Regions from separate parts of the Rattus norvegicus genome. Here region 1 is linked to region 2. A link is a contact called in public Hi-C data. All regions are on one chromosome and are shown on one strand. Each heading gives the region's core, a stretch centred on a gene start, on an enhancer-like site or on the middle of the called end of the contact. The rest is flanking DNA. Distances are from core to core; before and after follow the strand shown. Region 1 holds the start of Fzd8 (frizzled class receptor 8). Region 2 has its middle 40 kb from the start of Trnaa-agc37.

Region 1 (4,321 bases), core at 168-2,667, 160 kb after region 2:
CAGCAGAAAGGGAGGCACAGACAAAAACACATGTTAAGTTTTTATGTAGATGAGTGTGTGTATGTCTTAAAAGTAGCACGTGGGTAGGGAATGCAGTGGCAGTAGTCAGTGTGTCTTATTGGTAAGCTTATGTTTGTGTCTGAAAGGATAAACTGATCTACGTCTTTCATATATTTATGTATTTTATCCCATCCAAAAAAATCAACCTCCCAAATGACATCTGGCTTGATCACTCCCGCTTTCTAGGTAAGGAACTGAAGTGCCACAGGTCATGCGGCAATGGACACTTATGTACCACGCTCCTAGCACTCGGAAAGGGCTACCAAGCAGTCTTGGCCAAACCTGGTCATCTAGCCCCAATAGAAGTCTCACTACTATCTCACCAAGTCGCCAAGTCCGAAAAGCCCTCGTTATGAGACTACCAAGAGGAAATCTCTCCCTGAAATGCCCTAGCTCTGGATCTGGACCAGCCTTGGAGCCCTAGCTGTGCTTCCAAGACCATCTAGACCCCGCAGATATTGTCTGTGGAGCAAGAGACTGACTCAGAGAGCCCTGGAAGGTGATTCCAGAGATCTCTCCTGGGAGAGATCCCAGGAGCAGACTCGGAGAAATGCGACCAAGACCTCTGAAGCGCTGAACTCTTTGGGGACAGTCTGAGTAAATGCTCAATCCGTGTGGTCAACCCCATGGTGACCAAAAACAAACTCTCCATCCGCCCAAAGCTAGGAAAGCAGTCCCAAAACTACGGACTTCCTTAAGGAAGGCAGAGCCTTGAGAACGCAGATACTCCGCCCCGTTGCGCAGGGATTGGTGAAGCAGAAGAGGGAGGAGACCAAATGCAGGCTGTATAAATATTCATGAGCCGGCCTGGAGGCGCTAGCTGACTAAAGCCGGGAAGTTAGGCGAAGGGCGCAGCTCCTGTGGAGGAGGAGGAGGCTGGGACTACGGTGCTCAGGTGTCCCCTCTGTCTTTTGCTCTGGATTTGTTTGTCGGTCTAGCAAGAAAGCACGTCCTGCACCCTGCCCGACTGTGGCCAGAACGCGGCTCGGACTTTTGGTGGCTGCAGATGCAAGAGGACCGACGCAGGAGTGAGAAGGCGGCGGCCTGAGCAGCCGAGGGCCCGGAACTCTGGCAGTGGCGGCGCGGCCTGGAACGGACATGAACCCTCGGGGCCCGAAGAGGGGCCGCTAGGTCTGACCCGAGAGTCTAGAGGCCAGACACAGCCATCTTGACTGAAGCCAGAAAGGAAACTTGAGGCGCCCTCTGAGCCTTCGCTGCTGGGAGCCACACGAAGTGTCTGAGCTTGCAGGAGGACCTACAGGAGCTCAGGAGAATGATCCCGGGGGCCACCGCTCCGCTCCGGGAGGGCTGAGTGCGACTCAGAGGGCGCAGGACAGACCCTGTGGAATTGTGGCGCGTCTGCGGTCACCCCAGGAGAGGCGTGGGGGAGGGCCGGACGAGTCCTGCCTAGGTTTCCGACCCTGCTGCCACAGACGCTGCCTGAAAAGGAGATAAATTGTTGGCAGATTCTCCTCTCGGCAGAGAAAAGCCGGACAAGACCTTCTGGTCGCCTGCACTCCCTTTACTCAGGTTCCTCACCGTAGAGCCCTTCTGCGCGGCGCCCGGAGAAGGAGGACTTGGGGTCCCGGCGCTCAGCATGGAGTGGGGTTACCTGTTGGAAGTGACCTCGCTACTAGCCGCCTTGGCGGTGCTACAGCGCTCGAGCGGCGCTGCCGCGGCTTCGGCCAAGGAGCTGGCGTGCCAAGAGATCACAGTGCCGCTGTGCAAGGGCATCGGTTACAACTACACCTACATGCCCAACCAGTTCAACCACGACACGCAAGATGAGGCGGGCCTAGAGGTACACCAGTTCTGGCCGCTGGTGGAGATCCAGTGCTCCCCGGACCTCAAGTTCTTTCTGTGTAGCATGTACACGCCCATCTGCCTGGAGGACTACAAGAAACCTCTGCCGCCTTGCCGCTCTGTGTGTGAACGCGCCAAGGCCGGCTGCGCGCCGCTCATGCGCCAGTACGGCTTTGCCTGGCCTGACCGAATGCGCTGCGATCGGCTGCCGGAGCAGGGCAACCCCGACACTCTGTGCATGGACTACAACCGCACCGACCTCACCACGGCCGCGCCCAGCCCACCGCGCCGCCTGCCGCCGCCGCAGCCTGGCGAGCAGCCGCCCTCCGGCAGCGGCCACAGCCGCCCGCCAGGGGCCAGGCCCCCACATCGTGGCGGCAGCAGTAGGGGCAGCGGGGACACGGCGGCTGCGCCCCCCTCTCGCGGCGGGAAGGCGAGGCCCCCTGGTGGCGGCGCCGCTCCCTGCGAGCCCGGGTGCCAGTGCCGCGCGCCCATGGTGAGTGTGTCCAGCGAACGCCACCCGCTCTACAACCGCGTCAAGACCGGCCAGATCGCCAACTGTGCGCTGCCCTGCCACAACCCCTTCTTTAGCCAGGATGAGCGCGCCTTCACTGTCTTCTGGATCGGCTTGTGGTCGGTGCTCTGCTTCGTCTCCACCTTCGCCACTGTCTCTACCTTCCTCATCGATATGGAGCGCTTTAAGTACCCGGAACGGCCCATTATATTCCTCTCTGCCTGCTACCTCTTCGTGTCTGTCGGGTACCTGGTGCGCCTGGTGGCTGGACACGAGAAAGTGGCCTGCAGCGGCGGCGCGCCGGGTGCAGGAGGAGCTGGGGGTGCTGGCGGCGCGGCGACCGCTGGCGCGGGGGCGGCGGGAGCGGGGGCGAGCAGCCCGGGCGCGCGCGGCGAGTACGAGGAGCTGGGTGCAGTGGAGCAGCACGTGCGCTATGAGACCACTGGCCCCGCGCTGTGCACGGTAGTCTTCCTCCTTGTCTACTTTTTTGGCATGGCTAGCTCCATCTGGTGGGTAATCCTGTCTCTCACGTGGTTCTTGGCGGCTGGTATGAAATGGGGCAACGAGGCCATAGCAGGCTACTCGCAATACTTCCACCTTGCCGCGTGGCTCGTGCCCAGCGTCAAGTCCATAGCGGTGCTGGCGCTCAGCTCCGTGGACGGCGACCCGGTGGCGGGCATCTGCTACGTGGGCAACCAGAGCCTTGACAACCTACGCGGCTTTGTACTGGCGCCACTGGTCATCTACCTCTTCATTGGGACTATGTTTCTGTTAGCTGGCTTCGTGTCGCTGTTCCGAATCCGCTCAGTCATCAAGCAACAAGGAGGCCCAACCAAGACTCACAAGCTAGAAAAGCTCATGATCCGCTTGGGCCTCTTCACCGTGCTCTACACGGTGCCCGCCGCCGTCGTTGTCGCCTGCCTTTTCTATGAGCAGCACAACCGACCGCGCTGGGAGGCCACGCACAACTGCCCATGCCTTCGCGACCTGCAGCCAGACCAGGCTCGCAGGCCCGACTACGCGGTCTTCATGCTCAAGTACTTCATGTGCCTAGTGGTGGGCATCACATCAGGCGTGTGGGTCTGGTCCGGCAAGACTCTGGAGTCCTGGCGTGCGTTGTGTACTCGCTGCTGCTGGGCCAGCAAGGGCGCTGCAGTTGGCGCGGGCGCCGGAGGCAGCGGCCCTGGGGGCGGTGGCCCCGGGCCCGGTGGGGGTGGGGGGCACGGCGGAGGTGGGGGATCCCTCTACAGCGACGTCAGCACCGGCCTGACGTGGCGGTCTGGCACGGCCAGCTCTGTATCTTACCCTAAGCAAATGCCATTGTCCCAAGTCTGAACCCTGAACGGAAGCCCAGAAGGGGCGGAGAGGGGTGGGGGATGGAGAACCCGAGGGCGGCGAAGGGACCCCAGATCGGCCGGGGTTCCCACCCCTTCACCGTGTTGACTGCTATTAGCATGATAATGAACTCTTAATGGTATCCATTAGCCACAGGGACTTAAATGATTCCCTTAGAACAAAGTACCTGGCATTGAAGCCTCCCAGACCTAGCCCCTCCCCTCCGATGCTCCGGAGCGCCTACCCTAGACAATGGTTTCAGTGGGCTAGCATAGTTGGAACCCTCCTGGATACCCTGGATGAGTCTTGAGGTAATACCACTACAAACTTCACCCAAGGGACTGCTTCACCCTCGACTTCTTCAGCATAAATTCAACCCTTCATACATCCTAGAGGAGGGACAACTGCTACCTTGTGGGACTGCACGGTTTGGGTATTCTTAATGACCAGGCAGATGCCTTAAATAAACAATAAATGTCTTAATTATACACCCCAAGTAAATACGGGTTTCTTACATTAAAGGATGTATTTATATAATTATTTGTTAAGTTGTAAAAAAAAAAAAGGTGTAAATTATGTATATATCCAAAGATATACAATGTGTACATT
Region 2 (4,637 bases), core at 397-2,896:
TTCATCATATTCACTTCAGCTATTCTAACCTCTTGATCTTGATATTACATTTTATCTTGATCTGCAGATTGCAAAAGAAGACTGCGTGCCTCACTGGGCATAGCTTGAACATAGGAGACTTCAAAGCCTGCCTCCACAGTGGCTTACTTCCTCCAACAAGGCCACACTTCCAAATAGTGCCATTCCCTATGGTCAAGCATTCAAACACATGAATCTTTGGGGGGTTCATCCCTATTCAATTCAGTGTCTTAATTTCTTTTTTAAAATGTTTAAAATTTTTATTTACATGAATGGGTATTCTGCCTATCAAATGAGGTCTGTGTACCAAATGTGTGCCAGGAACCCTCAGAAGTTAGACCTGGACTTGGGTCCCCAGGGATTGCTATATGGGTGCTGGGAATCAAACCTGGGTCCTCTGGAAGAGTAGCCAGTGTTCTTAACCACTGGGTCTTTTCTCCAATTTCTGTGTCTCAATTGGTGATTAGGTTGGGAGGCTTTTAGAGTAAGTCCAATTGACATAATTCCCTGAGTTTCCTATAAAAATATTTCCTTTTTTATGATATAAATAAATATTAACTATAATCTAGTTGGTAGGATATCTAGATGGGTGGAGGGCAGCCATCATCTAGACTATTTCCTTTTGTGATCTACAACTAGCAAAGGAAAGTCACACAAAGAACAAATAAGTATATTCAGCGTGTTCCAGAATCAGAAGTAGGTCTCTCCGATCACACTACTCCACAAAAGGGGATGGGGTGAAGCTCACCTGGCTTTTTGTTTGTTTGTTTGTTTTGTTGTTGTTGTTGTTGTTGTTGTTGTTTTGGTTTGTTTTTTGCCATTTAGTCTTCTGGTTCACAGGAGACACAGACCCTGTGCAAAACAAGTAAAGCACAAGCAGATCCTGTAAGACAGTGCCCAGTCCATTGGAAAAGAGATACATGCTGACAGATCAAAGGGAACCCAGAACTGAGGGATACAAGAATAAGGAGCAGGAGGGGAAAGTTTGTCCTTCTTGTGGAGAAGACAACTCTTTTCCCTAAAGGCATGGGGTTTTGAGCAAAAGTCCAGTGAACCCAGTGTGCTAGAGTGAAAGTGGAGAGAGTATTTGAGAAAAGGCAACAGATATATGCATCGGTATGAAAAATGAAGAGGGTTTGACGCAACCAGGAAGAAATTCAGTTTCTGTTACCCCCAAATAAACAATAAGGGTCTCAGGACTGGCCATTATGGATATAAAACAGTAACCTTCAAGTACTTTGGAAGCTGCCAAGATACCCCTCTCTCTACATCCTCTCTCAATCTCTCTCTTTCTCTCACTCTCTCTCTCTCTCTCTCTCTCTCTCTCTCTCTCTGTGTGTGTGTGTGTGTGTGTGTGTGTGTGTGTGTGTGTGTGTAAGACAAACCTAGTGAAAGGAAAACATTATAAAAATGACAGAAAGGATGAATTTAAGAAAAGCGGACTGTGCACAGTGTCCGTTACTTGAGCTTCCCAGAAGTGGCTTAGGTTAATTTAAATGTTTCTAAAAATCAGCTTGGCTTTATTGGAGCCCAAGATGAAGATGTTGGCAGATTCATGGGGCCACAGCTCCAGGCTGAGGCTGACACAGAAGCAGAATGCCTCCTTTGTCGGGGGTGTCAACCTGATCTATGGCTCATTTCTTCCCCACACAGTCATTGAAAAAGAGGAATGCAGGCCACTAATTTCAGCATTTGTACTCCAAAGTTAAATTCCAGGGCAAACTCACATTCCTCAGCTGGCAGTATTCCAGATAGATTGCCCTAATCAGGAAAGCACAATTTATGCCACAAGCACTCATATGAGAGCCAATAACAGGGTAGAAACAGTCTCAAAGACACCATGTCCACTGCACTAAGCAATACTCCAGAAGTGGAACCTGGCATGGGAGTAGGAAACACAATATTAAGAGGCTACAGAAAGCACCCAGGTAAACAACCTTAGTTCAGAAGTAGCCAGGATCATGGAGGAAATATGAGAAGTCAGACATCCTGTACAAGGGTTCCTGGGGCACTGAAGCTTGTTATGGCCACAGAGAGAAGTAAACATTGCTCTTGTTCTTGCTGCAACTAGAGAAACTGCATATTCTGAGCTGAACTTAAATGATGCAAAATGAAAGAGTCCCTACCCCTTTCTTGGGTGCTCCCTGGCCACAGCTACAGCAGGAAATATTGTTACTCTTTGAGTAAATTATAGTCATAATCATCCTCCTGCCTTCTATTATACCCACTCCTCCTATCAATGCCTTTTGTTTTTACACTGTAACCTACTGTTTTAACCAGACCTAGACTCAAAGATACTGGAGCAGGTGGCTCCACTGCAGGGACCTTGTCTCTTCCAGCATGGAGACATGAACAATAGCTCTCCTGGGTATTGCAGAGCTACTAAGCCCCTCTCATATCTGTGACTGAATGTTTGCTAGCAATGTCTTGCTCAGACCTTATGTGGGTAACTGTAGCTGCTAAGAGTTCATAGTGCCTTAGCTTTGTTATTCCCATATAACAGTGTCTCAAGGCCCTCCTCTCCACTATCTGCTTCTTACCTTCTTTTCATCTGATCTTCTGTGATGTTTCCTGAGTCTTGGAAGTGGTGGTATGAGTTTTCTATTTAGTGATAAGCACTTGACAGATATTTGTTCTTAGAACTTAGGCCAGCCACAAAACTACATGAATTAAGGAGCTAATTAACAGGCCCTTTGACAACATATTTACCTAGCAAAACAGAAGTTATAGGTTTGCTACTGGTACCTAAAAACTCCCTATTACAAGCCTTTGGCCAGGTCTCACAATATCCAGTGTGAAACTCCCTCCTGCAGAGCAGGCCTTCAGTGTACACAGAAATCAGGTGGTTACTCCCATAACAGCCATACCAGTTTTATACCTGTGAGGAATTCTTGTCTGGGAAGATCTAAAGCTGAAAAAGACCGTTGCTGCCATTCCTCCACAGCTGCCTAACTGGCACTTTTTGGCACTGTGAAAGCTGGCCAGTAAGAAAGAAGCTGCTATCTCAGGTCAAACGTGGTTTCTTTTCTACCTTACTCTCTTGCAGAACCAGAAGTTTCCTTCTTCTCCTAGGCTAGCTGGTCAGCAAACCTCAGAGGTCTTTCTAGCTCTCCATCTCCAGCACAGAGATTACAACACCCCTCCACATAGTGAGTTTTTGTTTTTTTTTTTTTTGGTTCTTTTTTTCGGAGCTGGGGACCGAACCCAGGGCCTTGCGCTTCCTAGGCAAGCGCTCTACCACTAAGCTAAATCCCCAGCCACATAGTGAGTTTTTATGTGAACTTGAAACTCAGGTTCTCATGCAAGCCAAGCACACTACCAACCAAGCAAGCTCCCAACCCCGCTAACCCTGAACTCTTTCAGAAGGATTTCAAATGGCTTCTCTAAATTATTGCTTGTCTTTGAGAAAATCTTTTCCCCCAAAAGATATAACCCAAAAGCCAGTCACACACCAAAAAGTCTTGTACCCCTTCATTTTCCTTTAATAGAAACTTTCAGAGCAACTTATCCATGGGGTGCAAAGCACAACCTAGGCCACTTTGCTTAAACCAGGACCCAAAATTTAGCAGGGAAGATTGCATACCAATATCCTGTGTTTGCCTCACATAAAAATGTGTGGATATGAATATGGGAATCTGCTAAAAATGCTCCAAGCCTTCCCTTAAAGATTTACTTCATGTATGCAACTATCAAGTGTACATCAACTTAACACTAAGTCCGAGGACTGAATTATGATGTTTAGGTGTGGCAAATGCACCAGGCAGATTTGAAGGAAAGGCTCATAAGAAAAAGGGGGGGGGGGGACTCAAAATAGAAAAGCAGAGCCAGGACCAAGGGTGCAGACATTCCTTAAAATAGTGGCCTCTTGGGGTTTGTTTGTTTGTTTGTTTGTTTGTTTTTGTTTGTTTTGTTGTTGTTGGTGGTGGTGGTGGTTATTTTATTTACATTTCAAATGTTATCTCCCTCCCCAGATCCCCCTCCACAAAATAGCCCCTCCCCTCCCCTTCCCTTGCCTCTAGGAGAGTGCTCCCCAACCCGCTCACCCACTCTTGCCTCAGTGCCCTAGCATTACCCTAACCTGGGTAATCAAGCCTCCACAGGACCAAGGGTTTCCCCTCCCAATGCTGCCAGATAAGTCCATCCTCTGCTACATCTCCAGCTGGAGCCATGGGTTCTCCCCATGTGTACTCTTTGCTTGGAGGTTTAGTCCCTACGAGCTTTGGGGGAATCTGGTTGGTTGATATTTTTGTTTTTCCTATGGGGTTGAAAATCCCTTCAGCACCTACAGTCCTTGCCCTAACTTCTCCATTAGGGTCCCAGTACTCATTCCAATATTTAGCTGTGTACATCTGCATTTGAACTGGTCCTGCTCTGCCAGAGCCTCTTGGCAGACAGCTATACCAGGCTCCTGTCAGCAAGCACTTTTTGCCATCAGCAATAGTGTCTCAGTTTGGTATCTGCAGATGAGATGGATCTCTAGGTGGGGCAGTCTCTGGATGAACTTTCCTTTGGTTTCTGACCCACACTTCATCCCTGAATTTCCTTTTGACATTTTCTGTATACATTCTGGGTTGTTTCCAGCATCTGGCTATTATATTTTAAAAAGGCTGCTATGAACA

What was found. A called contact is a pair of places that touch in the nucleus more often than the background predicts.
Region 1: a Hi-C map of Schwann cells shows a contact between it and region 2, with 5 times the contacts expected there. The contact joins the promoter of Fzd8 here to the enhancer-like site in region 2. A contact is called at or near these places in 3 of 12 Hi-C or Micro-C datasets (the A7r5 cell line, Schwann cells and liver).

The regions. Positions count from the first base shown.
Region 1 is chr17:62,008,577-62,012,897 of GRCr8, forward strand. It overlaps Fzd8 (frizzled class receptor 8), which reads left to right and starts at 1,418. Exons shown (of 1, transcript NM_001044251.2): 1 at 1,418-4,321. The coding sequence starts at 1,658. The coding sequence ends at 3,712.
Region 2 is chr17:61,850,530-61,855,166 of GRCr8, forward strand. No RefSeq gene overlaps it. Among named protein-coding and RNA genes, the nearest start is that of Trnaa-agc37, 40 kb to the right of the region's middle. Within about 2 kb of position 1,647, at least 2 of the 93 cell types and tissues checked have an H3K27ac peak or open chromatin away from gene starts, as enhancers often do. A contact at or near this core is called in Schwann cells, where this site is marked.